Regions from separate parts of the Mus musculus genome. Here region 1 is linked to region 2. The links are chromatin contacts, called in public Hi-C maps. All regions are on one chromosome and are shown on one strand. Each heading gives the region's core, a stretch centred on a gene start, on an enhancer-like site or on the middle of the called end of the contact. The rest is flanking DNA. Distances are from core to core; before and after follow the strand shown.

The links. Hi-C and Micro-C count contacts between places; a contact is called where the count stands out from the background.
Region 1: a contact with region 2 is called in a Hi-C map of the N1E-115 cell line, with 14 times the contacts expected there. The contact joins two enhancer-like sites. A contact is called at or near these places in 1 of 39 promoter capture datasets (hippocampal neurons), 9 of 484 Hi-C or Micro-C datasets (the N1E-115 cell line, cardiomyocytes, cerebellum and 4 more) and 1 of 115 datasets of contacts at active chromatin or transcription factors (astrocytes).

The regions. Positions count from the first base shown.
Region 1 is chr6:37,350,516-37,353,215 of GRCm38.p6, reverse strand. All of the region lies in intron 8 of Creb3l2 (cAMP responsive element binding protein 3-like 2), which reads left to right. Among named protein-coding and RNA genes, the nearest start is that of Dgki, 52 kb to the right of the region's middle. Within about 2 kb of position 1,300, at least 24 of the 459 cell types and tissues checked have an H3K27ac peak or open chromatin away from gene starts, as enhancers often do. A contact at or near this core is called in the N1E-115 cell line, where this site is marked.
Region 2 is chr6:36,688,442-36,691,145 of GRCm38.p6, reverse strand. No RefSeq gene overlaps it. Among named protein-coding and RNA genes, the nearest start is that of Ptn, 120 kb to the left of the region's middle. Within about 2 kb of position 1,340, at least 2 of the 459 cell types and tissues checked have an H3K27ac peak or open chromatin away from gene starts, as enhancers often do. A contact at or near this core is called in the N1E-115 cell line, where this site is marked.

The DNA.
Region 1 (2,700 bases), core at 51-2,550, 660 kb before region 2:
TAACGAAGAGAAGAAATGTTTAAAAGGGGCTTAGAGCAGAATAAGTAAAGTCCCTAAGCCTGATTCTCCTGGAAATGAGTTTTAGGGCTGGACAGGGAGGCACTGGGATGTAGCGTTATTTAATTCTAGTCACGATCATGCTTATTAGTTTAAAAAGGCAGCATGGTTTTATAAGCCTGCTTTGAAAAAATTAGTGATTTACATTTCAGTCCCATTTTGAAAAATTAGCTGTGGCTCTTAACTGATGAATTCTTTTGACGTTTTCTATGTCGGTCACTGTTTGGGCACACTGTAGATCTTAACTCACTAATTCTCAGGAGATGGTGTGAGATTATCCCTGTTACATAGATAAGTAAGGTCCCAGGACCCAGGGGACTTGCCCAGGAACACTCACCAGCTTAATCCCGTGAATTTCCGTAGAGAAGTATCCTATTGGGTGTAACTCTGGTTCAGGAGCAAGGGGTTTGGATGTGGTAAGACACTTCACCTCTGATCCAGAATGTGTGTTCATGGGCTCACATGGTACTCACTTGTGTTCTGAAAATGCCCAGAGTCAAAGAATCCTGTCACCCTTAGTAAAGTATAGGCCCACTGAATTATAGGTCCAATACATCATGCAGATTAAAAACTTCATTTGGAGCTAAGAAAATACGAATCAGCCATTACGGGGTCAGCATTAATGCCTACTAACAAAATGTCAAAGGCTACACGGTCTGATTAGATCTCTTCACATGCTTTCAACAGCAGCTTTTACATTTGAAGTCCGAGTCCTGTACCTCTGTAGGTTTTTGTTACAACAGCAGGCTGAGGACTTGAACTGTTGTCTGTGGCCATCAGCTTAGTTCCATCTTGGTAATCCGGAAGAGCACTCAGGTGCCCTTTGCCTGACTCCTGTGTCCTCAGACCTCCAGACAAGCTCGTCCTCTCCTTTCCCTGACGTTACCCCACCACCCCTCCCCCACCCGATGGAACTTCCTCCATCAGGATTCTGGTTTTGCTGCTCTTCCCTGCCCCTCCCCCATCTTCTGCTGAGTCCCCATCTCCATCCGACCACCTTCTGACCAGCAGAGGTGACTTCAAGGCTCTTTTGGCTCTTTGAATCCTGCATCTCAGCCACTTCCTTAGCGTTTGGTCTCTAGCCCTTCCCTTGCTGCAGTGGATGCTCTGTGTATGAACTGATTTGGCCCTGAGCTGGGGAACAGGTAGGAATCCTGTCAGCATTATCCTTTCAGTTTGTGTCCTGGGGCCTGTCTGTCCCGGCTCTGCTGTTAGGCCTCCTGTTGGCCACACGGGTGCAGCAAAGCCTCATCGGGGCTGTTCTGGGACCAAGAAGTCTGTTGAGGAGGAGGGCTCACAGGCCACTTGGCCTGGGAAGAGGTCTCCTCCCCTCTCCATCTGGTGGCACTTGGCTTTGTTTTATTTATTCCTTGATTATCATGAACATTTAAAACTTTCTCCCTGTTTTCGCTTCCCAAGTGCTGGGATTTCGGGTGTGCACCCTCACAACCAGACTGGAACGTTTTGTTTTTGTTTTTGTTTTTTAGTTTTGCTTGTTGGTTTAAGTCAGGTATCCACACATCCAAAAGTTGAAATCGGCAAAGCGTCCACTGAAAGCCCTCGGCAAAGCGTCCACTGAAAGCCCTCTTATCTTTAACATACAGATTTTCTTCCATGTCTGTATTTCTTAGTACAGAGTCCAGCCAGTCATCCCACTGGCCTCCAAGCCCGGCATTCCTGTGGTGCCTGTTAGACAGGCCCGTGTTTACTGTGGAATGCTTTGCCTAGTTCTGAGTTTCCTATGACTTCCTTTTGAGTCCCCGCATCCTCCTCAGGAGGTGTGTAAACACTCATCTTCTGCTTATCATCAGTTTCTAGTAATTACCTAGATAGATCAATACATAAGGAATTTAGAAACAGCTCTACAGACTCCAATCATTTCTTCTTCAGTTATTAGCGGGGCATTTATATTTAATAAAGTTGTGGAGGATTTATGCATGTATGTGCATGTGGCTGGGGAAGGAATGGAGGCCAGCAAATTGAAATCTATGTCTTGTCTATTGTTCTCCCTCTGTTTTCCTATGGAGTCGACCCTGTAGACTTGGCATTTCTGTAGACTGGCTGTTCAGGACTGGCTGTCCTCATTCCCTATCACTCCCAACTCCAGTGCTGAGCTACCTAGAGCATATGGCCACACCTGTCTTTTAAAGGAGCATCAGCTCTCCATACTCTTCATGCTTGCATAGTAGGCCCTTTGCCCTTGGGCTTGAACCATGAGGTGATGTATGTCTATAATCCCACTGGTGGGAAGCCAGAGACAAATGGGTCCCTGGGCTCACTGACCAGTCAGCCTAGCCTAACTGATGAGCTTAGGCCAGTGAGAACTTGTCTAAAAAAGCGAGACGGACATCTTCTGAGGATGACACCTCTGGCACACACACACACACACATGCGCGCACACACACACACACACACACTCAACATATAAAGAATACATATGTAAACCTCAAAATTCTTTGATTTGGATCTATTATTACTTTCTGGGATACTCCGTATATGTGTGTGTGTGTGTGTGTGTGTGTGTATTATGCATATTTCTTAATTAAAAACTTTTCATTGAACAACGTACACTGGACTTGTTCTCCATGAATATGTTTACTGAATCCTCGTCTGAAACGGTTTCATAACTCCCTCCGGACGCTG
Region 2 (2,704 bases), core at 91-2,590:
CCCACACTTATCTACCCTCTGGCACCCAAACACTGTTATGTTGTTTACAACATAATGACAGCGTTCCAAAATATTAGAAATGCACAATGTTGGTGCTTGGAATTGTGAAGCTAATAAAATGGTAAGAATATGTGTGCCGAGAAGAACATTCAATATTCAAAATTACGTCTTCAAGGCTTTTTTATTTTAGAAAAAAGAGAAAATTCCCCAAGTACACTGCTATGGTGTCAGATGGATGACATCAAAGATGAGTTATTAACCATGTTTTAGATCCTGTAGCCAAGTTAATGTGGTTATTGGTTGTGGGCAATATAGATTTATCGATTAATGATACATAAAAATATATTGCCCTTAAAAATATAGGGCTGAAATGTTAGGTGTAATGGCTTCTACATGCCATCTAGACAAAGGCTCCTCTTACTTCATGGTTAGTGATAGACTGAAAAATAGTCTGAATTGTTCTGAGTGTTATCAAGCAACCACTCTAGAGTTAAGTTGCTCTTTCTGTATGTTGGGTATTTCTAACACAATATTGTTGATTCTATTCTTCTTGCCCTTGTTATATTTTAATCAATGATATGACTAAGTACTTAGAAAACATAGTTACTGAATTAGTACATGATAAAAAATTGAAGAGTAGCTTACATGACAAATTTCAGAATGAAGTTTTAAAATGATTGTGATGAACCTAATCCAAAATAATGACACTTAATGAAGCTAAGCTGTCTTGTAATATAGGCAAAATAATGACATTTACAACGGGATTGGGAGGACTGTTCTTTGAAAGAGTTTGCATAAAAGTACTCTGGGACTCTAGTTTACTGTAAAGAAAATCCTCCCACTCCGAGGTATACTTTACTTAAATGGAAGTTTGGATCCCCCAATGAAATTTGGTGGCAGATGATCTCTGAGGGAAAGACATGTGGACACCAAAATAGAGCAGATGAAAAGAGGGCTTCAGTGAGCCAGGGGCTGCCAATCTGATGAGACTTTTATAGCCTATCTTTCATTTTCCTGCTTTTTGAAATGAACATCCCAGAACAACAAAGGCATTCATTGACCTGTGGTAATTTCCATCTCCCAAATTTTATTCTGGCTTTCTATACATCTCTCTTTTCCATCAACTCATTCTGAAGTTCTTTGCTTTCACTTTCCCTATGTTAATATTTCTAGGGAGGAGGATGGGAGGAGGGAAGCCTTAACTTCCCTAAAGCCTTGAGGGCTGACTGGGGTTGCAAGTCATTTTATAAACCAGCAGTTTTTTCTAGTTCTGTGATAATAAAATAATCTCTGTTTCAGGTGTGAGGTTTATGCATCCATGTTGACTGGACCTGTGATCTGACTCTCTCTCCCTCTTTCCCTTTCTGCCTCTCTCTCTCTCTCTCTCCCTCTCTCTCTCTCTCTCTCTCATTTATAATCTTCCAAGAAACAGAGAAAATATTTAAATGTTTATAAAACTATTTATATTTGGAGGGGATATCAGTGAGGAAAGTGTCTTGGTTGCTTATTTCTCTCTGCAAAGAATATTTCTAACGTTTAAGGGCATTTTCATTTCAGCGTGAAAGAAGACACACACAGCACACACACACACACACACACACACACACACACACACACACACATGCACACCCTCTGAACAGCTAAGCAGGCTTACCATAGAATCAGTGGGTTGTTGTTTAAAACACAGTTTCTACCTAAACCACAGCTTGTCCCAAATTACTTTTTTCCCTCCTCTTCTTACCTTGACTGCTGAGTCCATCCTACATTCTGTGCATGAATTGCCTAGGCAATGAAGATGTATAATCAATCACTGGCTGGAAGGAGATGAGGAGATCCTTCAGGAAGAGCTGGCTAATCCCCAAGGTAAGGCTCTGAGGAGACTGAGGGCTGGTCAGAGAAACACTCTCTATTGCTCATAAGACAGGGGGACACATTTTCCTCCTCATCCAGGTCATACCAACAGTTCTAATTTGGATCCTGGGCTAATGCTATAAGAGTTAGTTAACCAAGAATCTGAAACTAGATAGCCCAGGGTCCTAGGGTAAAACCAAATACTATGATTCTACTAAAACCATGTAGCAATAAAAGGACTCTTAATGACCTTCTGTTCTACTCATAGATCAGGGCCTTGCTTAGCCATCATCAAAGAAATTTTCTCCTGCAGAAGAGAGATGCTAACACAGAGATCTACAGAGAGACAGCCAGACATGACACAGACACTGAGAGACCTTGGAACACTCAGCCAAAATGGGAAAATTCTCTCAAATTCCTTCCCTCAGGGTTAGGGAAATCTTGTGGAAGAGGAGGCAGAAAAGAGTATAAGAGCCAGAGGCGATGGAGATCACCAAGGTAACAAGGGCATTCAAAACAGAACAGGTCTGAGGTGCATGTGAACTCAGTGACAGAAGCCACATGTACGGGGACTGCATGAGACTATAACAGATGGGGTCCTAGATCTGAAAGGAGTAGGTACACATGCCCCATGCCTGACCCAGAAGCTAACTCCGACGAATAATTACTTGAAAGTAAAAATTTAGTTTTCTCCAAGGAAGGCTCACTGGGAAAATTACTCTTATGGGCAGGCTGCATGCGCAGCAGTAGATGGCCAATATAGCATTAACTCAGCAACTTCTTTGGTGGTTCCTTGTCTCATAATGTCAGGTTGGGGCCCCTTATTGTTTTAAATTGTGTCATATATATATAT